Regions from separate parts of the Pan troglodytes genome. Here region 1 is linked to region 2. Evidence: chromatin contacts called from public Hi-C data. All regions are on one chromosome and are shown on one strand. The core of a region is the stretch at or near the end of the contact, and the rest is flanking DNA. Distances in the headings are between cores, read along the strand shown.

Evidence for each region. A called contact is a pair of places that touch in the nucleus more often than the background predicts.
Region 1: a contact with region 2 is called in a Hi-C map of induced pluripotent stem cells, with 2.6 times the contacts expected there. The contact joins the promoter of KLHL30 here to the promoter of RAMP1 in region 2. A contact is called at or near these places in 2 of 7 Hi-C or Micro-C datasets (induced pluripotent stem cells and stem cell-derived neural progenitor cells).

The regions. Positions count from the first base shown.
Region 1 is chr13:140,312,186-140,317,623 of NHGRI_mPanTro3-v2.0_pri, reverse strand. KLHL30 (kelch like family member 30) reads right to left here and starts at 4,099. Exons shown (of 8, transcript XM_016950816.3): 1 at 4,009-4,099; 2 at 1,358-2,201; 3 at 1-87. The coding sequence starts at 2,131.
Region 2 is chr13:140,031,823-140,037,758 of NHGRI_mPanTro3-v2.0_pri, reverse strand. RAMP1 (receptor activity modifying protein 1) reads right to left here and starts at 2,368. Exons shown (of 3, transcript XM_516183.8): 1 at 2,206-2,368. The coding sequence starts at 2,257.

The DNA of each region.
Region 1 (5,438 bases), core at 2,850-5,349, 280 kb before region 2:
GGGCTCCTCACCTGCCTCCTCCTCCAGCGCCTGCCCGCCCACCACCACCAGGACCTCCTCCAGCTTCTGCTGAAGGGCGAGTGGGGCCTGTGGGGTGGGAGGCCAGGGTCAGGGCAACAGCAATGTGTCCCCATGCCCTGAGCCCCCGCGTGTCCTGGGCAGGCCTCAGCATGTGAGTGCATGTGTGCTTGCGTGTTGCTGGAGATGGCGTGTGCCCGACTGCACAAGCTGCTCCCTCCTTGCACCATGTGCCTTTCAGGGGCGTTCCTGGCGTTCCTGAACCATCTTCAGAACCGATCCCATAGCAGGTCTGCAGCGCCATGCATAAGCTTCTCCCTGCCCCTGCTCCCCGGGTGGCCTCCAGCAGGCGGCACGAGGGTGTCCCGGCTCAGTGGGAAATGCTGGCTGTCTTAGGAACGGCCGGTAAGCAGTCACTGCCTAGGTCTCCCAGGACCCCAGGCTCTCCCACAGCCATCCACCCTGGCCCCCCATATGGAACCCCCAGATCTCCCACTGCCAGGAATTAGAATACAAGGTGACCGCCTACGGGCAAGGCTCTGAAGCCAGCTCCAGCAGGAGGCCGGGCGCTCTGTGACTGGCTGGAATCCAGTGGGGACAGGGGTTAGGGTTTAGCCCACTACTCACTCCACCCTTGGCCTGAGGACCATCAGCCTGAGCCACTCTTTGTCCCCGGACTTGGCTCTAAAGGAGTGCCCCGAAGCAAGGCCCCTGAGCAGGGTGCCCAGCAGCTGACCGAACAGCCACTCCCAGACCTGTCATTCCATCATGACCTGCCATGCCTGCCAGGCACACTGCCAGCACAAACAGGAAGTAGCACCCCATAAAAGCTCAGGCAGACTGCCAGGCCTGTCTGTGCCTCCTTGCCTGTGCACAAGCTGCACCTCCTTCCTGGATGGTTTTCCCCTCTTTTCCTCCTTGTGAGCTCCTATCCCTCCTCTAAGGCCCAGCTCAGATGCTGCCTCCTCCAGAGAGCCCTCCTTGACTGCCAGCCCTCCCAGAATGCATCCTAGGCATGTATTTGGCCCTTCCACACTGCCTGAGGTCTGTTTCCAGGCTTGTCCCACTGAGCTGCAGGCTCCTTCAGGACAGGGCCAGATCTTACCACTTCCACATTCCCCTGCCCCTTGCACCCAGGGCGTGACACACACAGAGGCATGATCTGCACTTGAGGGCTGAATAGTGATGTCCTCATAGGGAACTGGCCCAAAACAAGGAGCGTGGCAAGGTCAGAGTGCACCTTGGAATGTCCACTCCTTACTCTGTCCCTACTCAGGTGGGGTCTCTGGGGCTCTCCTCCCTGCTTCCCAGGGATGGGGCCTCCCAGCCGCTCACTCACCCCATCACGGCCCTGGGACAGGGCTGCCCGGCATGCCTCTGACTCCTGGATCAGGGGCTCTGAGGCCAGCAGTTGCTGCACGCAGGGCCTGGGCACGGCGTCCAGGTGCACTAGGCTGAGCAGCTCGGGCAGGTGGGCGGCCCGGGCCTGCGGGTCATGGCGCACCCAGCGCATCAGGGCCTCGAGTCGGCTTTGCTCCGGCTGTACCTGCAGCAGGTCGCTGGCCAGACAAGCGACCAGCCGCTCTCGGGGAAGCTGCAGGAACTCGTCCTCACGTGCCACAGCCTCAAAGTTCTCTCGCAGGAAGGCCCAGGCCTTGGCAGCCACGCCCAGCAGCCCTTGCTGCTCCCCGAACTCACAGATGCCCAGGCAGTTGGCAGCATCCAGTTGCTGCTGCAGGTAGCGGCCGCAGACCTTCTGCACCGAGGGGAAGTGCAGGCGCGCAGCCGTGCGTGTCAGCGCCTCCACGTTGCCCTGCGTGATGGTCAGCCGGCCTGTGTACACGAAGTCCACCAGTTGTCCCACCACAGCGGGCTCCACATCCCGCAGCTCCACGCGCGCAGAGAAGCTCTCGGCGAAGTCACCCGCAAACATGGCATGGAAGTAGGGGCTGCTGAGCGCCAGGAGGCCGCGGTGGCATGGCAGCTCCCGGCCGCCCACCAGCAGTGTGACGTCGGCCAGCTTGGGCTGAGAGCGCAGCCGCTGCAGGCCGTCCAGCATGTCCTGGGCGTGCGAGGGCAGGTGGAAATCCAGGTCATCCACGTTCCGCACCATGACGCCGCTCCCAGGGGACCTCAGTAGTCCACCCACTCAAGGGAAGAAGTGCCTGGAGCCGCCCGAGCTCCTAGGAGAGAAGAGAGCAGGGTCAGCCAAGTGGGGATGGTCTCATCCTCCTGAGCAACCCGGTGTCATTCCCATTTGCAGTGAGGAAATTGAGGTTCAGAGAGGGTGAGAGACCTACCCATGGCCAGGCATTCAGGGCAGAACAGGGTTGGCAAAAGAACCCATGCCCTGGGTGTCATCCGCAACCCTGGGCTACACTGAGCCCACCCCCCAGGGACCCCGGAGGCACCCAAACTCCCGGAAGGCATCCTCTGTCCCAGATCCCACATTGCTGGGGAGGCCATTTGGGGGCTGCAGCAGCTCCTGCTCCCGCGGTGCTCCCAGGTGCCAGGCCACGTGCCAAGCATGCAGAGAAGCTGTGCATTCACCACTCAGCCCCACAACAGTCCTGGAGGGTGGGTGCAATCATTGCCTCTTTTACAGCTGGGGAGACTGAGACACAGAAGGTTTCAGTCACTTGCCCAAGATCACACATTTAGGAAGTGGTGGAGCTGGAATTTGAACTCAGAGCTAGGCTTGGGGGCCCAGGCTCTGAACCCTGCATTCCACGTGGCCGGGTGGAGGCTGCTAAACGGAAACGGCCAGCCCAAGGCAGCGTTCTGGAGGGTTTCGCGTCACCACGCCCGCAAGGTTGAAGTCAGCAAGGCCGCTTTCAGGCTCATGTAATTATGTGCATGTGGTTTATATCCTTCGGGTATCGCACCCTAAGACAACCGTCCCTAGGAGAGATCAAGTCTGTGCACAAGCCTTCGACCCGGGTCACCCCAGGGCGAAAGGCTGCGCAGCGGAGAGGCCGTTCGCCCGCTAGGGGGCGCCTCGCGGGGCCATCCCGGGCAGGAGAGGCGGCCGCGCGTCCACAGGTACAAAATGCATGGGAACGCCAGCGGCATGGAAATGACAAAGCTCAGCTGGAGAACCAGGAGGCCAAGAATCTGGCCCGGGCAGCCACGGTGCAGGTACAGGTGCAGGCGGTGGGAGCTAGGGCTCCCCGACTTCCCGACCCCGGTGCCACCTCTTGACCCCAGAGCGGGGAAGCACCTGGGAGCCCACAGGGCCTCGCGGACCAACCCGGGCTCGGGCACAGGGCAGCTCAGGCGGCCGGGGCCCCATGCCCCAGCATCCCGGCCGGTACACGAAGTACCCACCCAACACTGCATGCATGGGGGTCCTGCCTGGCCCCTCCCCAGGAGGTGCTGGCCCCAGTGAAGGCGGCTCTGCCCTCCCTGGGCAGCCGGGAGATGAGCTGGGGCCTGAGTAGGTGATGGGGCTGTCCCTGGGCCACCGCCTGCAGGCCTCGCATTCCCGTCATTGTTGTGCTCCCTTGGGCCAGCTGCTGCCGGGCGATGGGCAGGCAGGCGTGAGCGCCCCCACTTCCCCTGGGGGCCTCAGGGGTGCCTGCTGACACCTGTCACCCTGCAGTCCCTGCATGGGTCGGGGCTTCCTGAGGGTCTCAGAGCCTCACCCCAGTGCCTGCCCAGGCCCGGAGTGAGGAAGCCAAGTGGGCAGGACAACAAAAGGCCTGAGCCCAGCCAGGCTGGCGACTGTGGCTGAGTGGCCCTGGCTGCCATCTGAGGGGTGGCCCAGCCTCCCCCTCCCACCTCTCCGGCTGGGACACGGAGGGAAACCTGTCTCCTGAGCCCCCACCCTGAGGAGCCTGGCTTGGCCGCTGGCAGGGGCCAGGGGGCGTCTCCGAAGCACCCTGCTGTGATCCCTGGCCTCCGGGGCCTAACCCACCCTCCCCGCTGCTCCCGGCTGGGTTCCCCCTGCCCTCTCTGCTGTCCCCTGCCCCAGAGCCCCCTGGATCCTACCTCTCACTCAGCCTGGACCTCGAAGCTGAGAACACAGACCCGAGAGAGCAGGACTGCCTAGCCGGCAGCCAGGGGACACGGAGGCCTGCAGGGCGGGGCAGGGCTGGTCTGGTGGCCACGTGGGGAGGGTATTTTTAGCCTCTGTCTGCAGGGCGAGGGGAGGGTCAGGCAGTGAGGGCTGGGCTGGTGGGGGAAGGAGTGAGATGCCGGCTCCTCGGTGACTGTTAGCTCAGAAAGCCCACTGAGGCCTTTCAGGGACTTGTGGCCTAGGACAGACATCAGGAAGGGCTCCAGGGCAAGGACAGGTGAAAGCTGTCGCGATTGGGCTGGCTGGTGGGGGCAGGGATGCAGCTTCCCCACCTGTTTCCTCGTCTACAAGGTGAGGACAGTGGAGCCCGTGGTGGGGGCCCGGGGTCGCAGAGACCCTCAGCCCAGGGCCAGGACACCGACAGGTGCTGCCCTCGCTGTTGATGTCAGTGGCACCTATGTGTCCTCTTGTTCTGTTGTCACGTGGGAAAACGTGATTATCATGAATAAGCACAGGTTGGTCAGCAGAGGCTTTCCGAGCTTGGGGTCCATGGTGGCGGTAGGGAAACTTTGCCCAGAGAGGGGAGGTGCCACACTCAGTTGCCCCGCCCAGCTAGCGCGGATAGGGGAGATCCTGGGGCTCCTTGCCCTGCTACCCCATGGCCTTGACCTCGGGGCTGCCCAGGATGGCTAAGAAACAGGGTCATCTAAAAATACAGCAGTGGACTATCAGCCTCCCGTCCAGCACTTGGTTCACGGTAGTCGCAGGGGGAAGCCCTCACACCTGGGACTGAACTGGGCTTAGAACCACAGGCCCTGACCAAAGTCAGGTGGGTTGAGTTGGAGACCCAGGAGGCCACTGGACATTTCTCACACCAGTGACCAGAGCAGAGCTTTGTGGCTGAGGGACTTCAGGTGCATGGGAGAGAAGCCCTCAGCCCTCAGCCCTCTACCCATCGGCCATGTGGGCCTGACCAGTATGACCATTTCCAGGTGTGCTGCGACCTGGAGGAACTGGGGAGTATTGGGTCTGGCTGTGGCCTCTTGATGCTACTAGGGATTGTCCTAATGCTCTTACAGACCAGAGAGGTCCAGGTGGCCCCCAGGGAGACAGAACCCCACTCCTGGTCCTGAGGTGCACACAGCCTATGGAGGGGAAGCTCACCTACAAATTACTGCCAAGTCTGCAAGGTGCCCTTAGGGTTACCTTCCATAGAGATTCCCTGAGTCCATGCTTCCTCTACAGCCCAGCCTGGCCCAGCCATAGCCCAGCCATAGCCCAGCCATAGCCCAGCCCAGCTCAGCTATTGCCCAACCATAGCCCAGCCATAGCCCAGTCCAGCTCAGCCATAGCCCAGCCTTAGCCCAGCCCAGCTATAGCCCAACCATAGCCCAGCCATAGC
Region 2 (5,936 bases), core at 1,119-3,618:
CAAACCTTTCAGAATGCACGTAGAGTCTCCAGTAAACAGAAGAGTACACAGGATGCTCAGAGGGAAAAGAACTATATATGGATCCTAAGTTTTTTTTTTTTTGAGACGGAGTTTCACTCTTATCACCCAGGCTGGAGTGCAGTGGCATGATCTCAGCTCACTGCAACCTCTGCCTTCCGAGTTCAAGCGATTCTCCTGCCTCAGCCTCCCAAGTAGCTGGGATTATAGGTGCCTGCCACCATGCCTGGCTAATTTTTTTGTATTTTTAGTAGAGACGGGGTTTCACCATGTTGGCCAGGCTGGTCTCGAATTCCTCACCTCAGGCGATTCACCCACCTCAGCCTCCCAAAGTGCTGGGATTACAGGCGTGAGTCACCATGCCTGGCCGGATTGTGAGATTCTTAATAACTACCTAAGACAGATAGCTTGATTGTAAAATTGTCACAGATAAGTTCTTAAACCTGTAAACTAGAGTACTTAAAAAAATTCCACATTGCCATTCTGGGTAGCAAAATCTTCATCACCAAGGAGACCTGGCTAGTGCTACAGTTTGGGAAGGAAACAGCCTGTGCTCAGTAATTCTACTAATTACAGCTGGGCTCCAATGACATTAATTTGCTGATAACCTCATAAAGTTTTGTTTGTTCTTCCAAGATATAACATTAGCCAGGCCACTCAAAATAACGTTAAAATTACAGGACTTTGGACTTTCGGCAGAACATGAATAGTTTTCTTGGTAAACAAGGAAGGTCTTTATATGTGATCGTGACATAGTGCTTTATTTACACAAGCTTTAGAGGGTTCAGCCTCTGGACACTAGTAAAGAACGTTTATTTATTTGGTTATTTATGTAAAAAATATTCCACAACCCAGCTCTCTGCCTTGCTAACAAAGAAATATTTGTTTCTTAGGAAACGAAAACAGTGAAGGCCATGTCAAGCCAAATGGAGAGAATAAAATTACTGCGAGATTCTGCTTTCCACGTAACTTCAGCCAAAACTCTAAAGTGGCAAGATCCGCTTTCAGATTATATTATATCGGCCTCTGAGGATTCTATGCAGATCTGCCACCCCTTGGAGAGGTTTACAAATAGGGACCAGAAATCCATGGCTCCCAAGAAGCCCTGGCCGCTCTCCTTGCTGGGCCACGAACCGCTCCCCCAGCTACAACAGCGCCGGTGGTCCCTGCTTGCCCAGTGCCAGCGCCGAAGAGGTCTTGTGCGGCAGGTGCCTCTGACCAACATCACTGTTTCCGGGGAAAGGCCACACATACCAGAAACAACTGCTCCGGCCTTCCCAGGGACACTGGGTTCTCCCACGCCAGTAACCTATTCACAGTTTCCGTTAAAAGGTAGCTAAATACACGGAATAATGCAATAACCAAAGCGGTTTAGAAGGGGCTTGAGTTAGCATTTTAGGAACACATTACAGACAAGGGAAGTGAACAGCACCGTTTCTTGCCGAGTGTGTGGCCAGTTCCTGTGGCCATGGGGCTGCTGCTAATCTCCACTTCTCCCTCCAAGTGGAAAGCCAAACATGTTCCACCACTTCACCAAGGGACCCGTCCTTCTTTAAATTTCTATTAGCCAAAAGTGCCAAGTTAACAAGCAAACCAAAAGAAAAAAGAAAAAAAGCGATGGAAATGTCCCGAAAAGGGCTGGCCTCATTTCTGCAAAAGACGTGATTTGCAAACAAGCAACTGCTGCAGGCGACAGATTGTCAGTGTTGACTAATTTCCATACAAACCGGCTGTGGTTCTGATTTCCGAACACTGCGTCTTCTGCAAGCTGCCTGTCTGCAGGTTTTGCAACGCGGGACGGCCTAGGGAAGGGAGCCTGCGCTGGCAGTCACCGCGGCGCACAGCCTGAGAAACGAGGTGCGGGGCTGGGGAATCCCGCGTCCTGTTTTTCCTTCTGAAAACTACTTCTCCAGTGTGCAGGGCTGACTCGCCCCACGCTTTCCAGAATGCCCGCTCTCCGACGTCCCCAAAGCCGTCCCTTCCCCGGCGAGAAGCGCAACACCGGTCCGCGCCCTCCGCCTCCCCTGTACCCTGGGGCCTCCCGCCTGGAACCGGGGCGGCCCGCGTTCAAGGGCAGCGGATCTGTGCGCCCGCGGCGTCCGCCCCCACCCGCTCCCCTCCTCTCCCCTAGAGGACACCGGCTGGCCAGGGGAAGGGAGCTCGGCCGAGACCCCTGGCCCTACTCACCCAGGAGCAGCCAGAGGCCGCGCCGCGGGAGGCGGCACAGGGCCCGGGCCATGGTGCACAGCGGTGCCGAGTCGAGTCCGCTCGCCACGCGCCCCGCTGAGGACTGAGCCCGCCGCGGCGCGGGCCCGGAGGAGACGCGCCGGGGGCGGGAGCGGGCGCGGGAGCGGTGGGAGGCGGCGGCCGCGCGGCCCGGCCCACTGCGGCTCCCCGGCTGGGTGCCAGGGCCGGGGGCGCCCAGGGCCGGTAAAACCTTGCAGGGGGGCCGCGCGGGCGTCTCCAGGCCCCTCCCGGGGGGCGGCACACTTGGGGTCCCAGGAAGGCCTCCTGAAATGTTCTCCCAGCAAATAAACACTTTTTAAACTAGGGAGGGTCTCCTAGACGACTCAGCGTGAGCGGCACCTTGGTCTCCACCTGGGGATCTTCCCCTCCTCCTCCTCCGAGGTTCTGGGCGTTCCTGCCTGGTGTTTGCCTTGCAAAAGGCTAAGATCTCCCAGCCTTATCTACCTCTCCGCCCAGGTGCAGGCGCTGGGGAGCGTGGGGGGCAAAACTCGCCGCCGCGCCTGGCGAGACCCGTAGTAACCCAAAATGGCGCACACTTACCAGGCCCTGGAATGCTGCTCCAGATCTGCAGGATGAGTGGGTGGGCAGAGGCGGGGACAGCACGGCAGGTGAACAGAAGCCGTGGGGCTGGAGGAACAGGGCTCTTTGGGGGGATTGAGATGGCCTGGGAGTCTTGCCGTTGATGGGTAGGTAGCGAGAGCCTGGCAGGAGGTTGTGAGGGCCTGGCCACAGAGTCCTGAGATGAGGTTTGCTTTGGTGGCACTCTGGCAGCTGCATGGAAAACTGATGGGGGATCTTGGGTACATTCGTTTATGTAAAGTGGTGAGAGGAGGGCGCTCTGGAGATGGGCCGGGGAAGCCTACGGAGGAGCAGGTTCTGGGAGGCACAGGCCTGGCCTCTCGGCATTACTGGTGGCTGGATTTCACTTGCAGTGGTTCCTTCTTGTATTATCCTGTTCCGAGAACTCTTAGCAACAGTAAATTTATACTTGTGCTAAGGAATGCACCACTGCCCTTGGAGGGGGAAGAATCACCACCCTGGTGCTGCGGCCACAGCTGTCTCTTTTGTGGTGGAAGCTGCAAGTGCACAGCATTGCTGAGTGACCAACGTTTTCTCCTAGGAAAGGGAACAGTCTGTGGCTGAGAGGCTGCTGCCACCTGCAGTAAGCTTAGAGAAGGGGAGACAGCCGACAGCGAGGTCATCCACTGGTTCTTCTAACACAGGCTGCGAGGGCACTCAGGGCCAGCATGCCTACCACCTGTGCAGGGGCCCCAAGTGTTCTGAGAGTGAGGGGTGAGATGGTGGGGGAGGGCACACATTCTCTTGACTTGATTAGCCCTTGTTCTTGAACCCTAGGAGATACACCCCATTGGGTGGCCTGGCATCCCTACTTTCTTCATTTAACAGACATTTGTGTCCCTATGTGCAAGACACTGTTAGATCGACCAGCCCTGCCCTTCAATTGGTGAATCTAGGGGGTGACCTCTAAAACTCTCAATAACATGAGCGCCACAATACAGGAGCCACCCGGAACAAGGGACACTTGCCTCAGCTGCAGTGCAAGCAAGGAGACAAAGGACTTTGGACAAAATGCAGCCCAGGCAGTCCTGAGGGCTGGGTGGAGAGAAGGGCACAAGGGAAACGCAGGCCCGAGCACAGGCCTGGCAGCCAGAGGCCGTGCCATGTGAGAGCAGCACAGCTAGTGGGGAAGGGTGGCTGCCAGCGCAGCCCTGGGACAGGGCCACCGTACATCCTGCACTAGGCGATGGCCAGTCATAGTAGGGGAGAAGAACCTGCATCTTTCTGCAGCCATCACTCGCCCTCCATATCCAGGGACTCTGGCTTGAGCCACCCTTTCTACTTGTAGCTTGTGGACTTTGGCTGCATGTTTTTGGTTGGCAACTGGGACTCCTCTTTCATCAGGCTCAGCAGGAGTCTTCCTTCCCAACGTTTTCTCTTTGAAGCTTGACTGCAAGGAGGCAAGGCCAGAGGCCCCTGTCACTGCTGTTTTCTCAACACCCCCTAAAGGATACATTTTCCTAAGAAGACAAAGCCTATTTCTCAAGTTCACATGCTTTAGAAATTCACAGTTCTCTGGAGAATGCTGAAGTAAGGCACACACCTAGAGGCATGTTCTGTCCTAATGATTTTCCTGTGTGTACCTTGGGTCTAAGTAAGAGATTCCTTAGCAACTACTGTGGGCTTCCCGTCTTCAGAAGTTGTAGTCTGATGTATCTGTATTTCTAACTGGTCAGAGGTAGCATGGAAAATCATTCCTCTCCCAGGGTACCTCAGTCTAGAGGGGCATTAGGTTAAACAATGGAAGAGATCAGAAAATGGCCAAGTGCTTTACTGCATACACAGTAGGGCTAAAGATACAATCAAAGCCTGGTCAACACTGCTAAAAATTCACTATTAACATAAGATTCCTGCTTCCAGCCGAGATGAAGTTACAGGGACTGGACTCACCTTCCCATCTTAAACTAAAAAACTGGACAAAATGTATGAAACAACAGTTGTCACAGTGGACCACAAGAAGTGCAGGGACCCCTGAGAGCAGGGAAACAAATAAGGTGAGTGCTACAACTGCTCACTGCCTGGAGTTTGCAGACCACAGATGGAGAAAGGAAACCCAAAGAGAGTCTGGGGAAGCCAGGCAGTTAACGCTGGCAGGGCATAGTACCGGAGAGGAAAGAGCTGCGCAAAGAATGCGCTTGAGAGATCACAGAGGGTCCCACTTGAGTCTCAGCCCACACATCTAAGGACACTACCCAAGGGAAAAGAGTCTAAGAGCCCACACCCAGCTGGGAATAGTTCCAGTTCCCACCAACCGTAGTGGAAAAATCTTGAAATACACAGAACATCAGAGCATAATTAGAAGGGCAAGTCCCTCTCTGTAGTCAGTAAAAATTACAAAGGCTATTCTGGTGCTGCCTAACAAAACTTAAAAGCAAGAACTAACAGGAGCAAATGATTTCCAAGTAGCTATTACATCCCGTAACTTAAAAACAATAAAAGAACAAAGCATCAGAGAGCCATGAGGCAACTCCAGGTGGCAACTCTAAGGTGTAACTGGAGCCCCTGGAGGAAGGTGGGTGGGAAATATGTGAAAAACCACTATGTGGAACATTTTCTATTAACCCATGAGCCAAGAACATCCCCAAACTCCAAGCACAAAAATCATTTAGAAAAATATGTGAAAGCACATCACGATCAAATTGCCTAAAGCCAGTAATAAAGAGAAAACCTTAAAAGCAGCCAGAGAGAGAAGACATTACGTATAGCAGGGGTCCCCCAACCCCACAGGAGTACCAGATCATGGCCTGTTAGGAACCTGGCCTCACAGCAGGAGGTGAGCAGTGGGTGAGCTAGTGAAGCTGAGGTCCGTATCCTGTTAGATCAGCAGTAGCATGAGATTTCATAGGAGTGTGAACCCTACCGTGAAGTGTTCATGCAAGGGATCTAGGTTGTGCTTCTTATGAGAATGATGATCTGAGGTGGAACCGTTTCATCCCTAAACCATCCCCCTCTCACCCCATGGAAAAACTGTCTTCCACAAAACCAGTCCCTGGTGCCAAAAAGGCTAGGGACTGCTGATGTACAGAACACAGGTAAGGGTGACAGAAGAGTTCTCATGGGATATAATGCCACCAGAAAACAATGGAACGTTT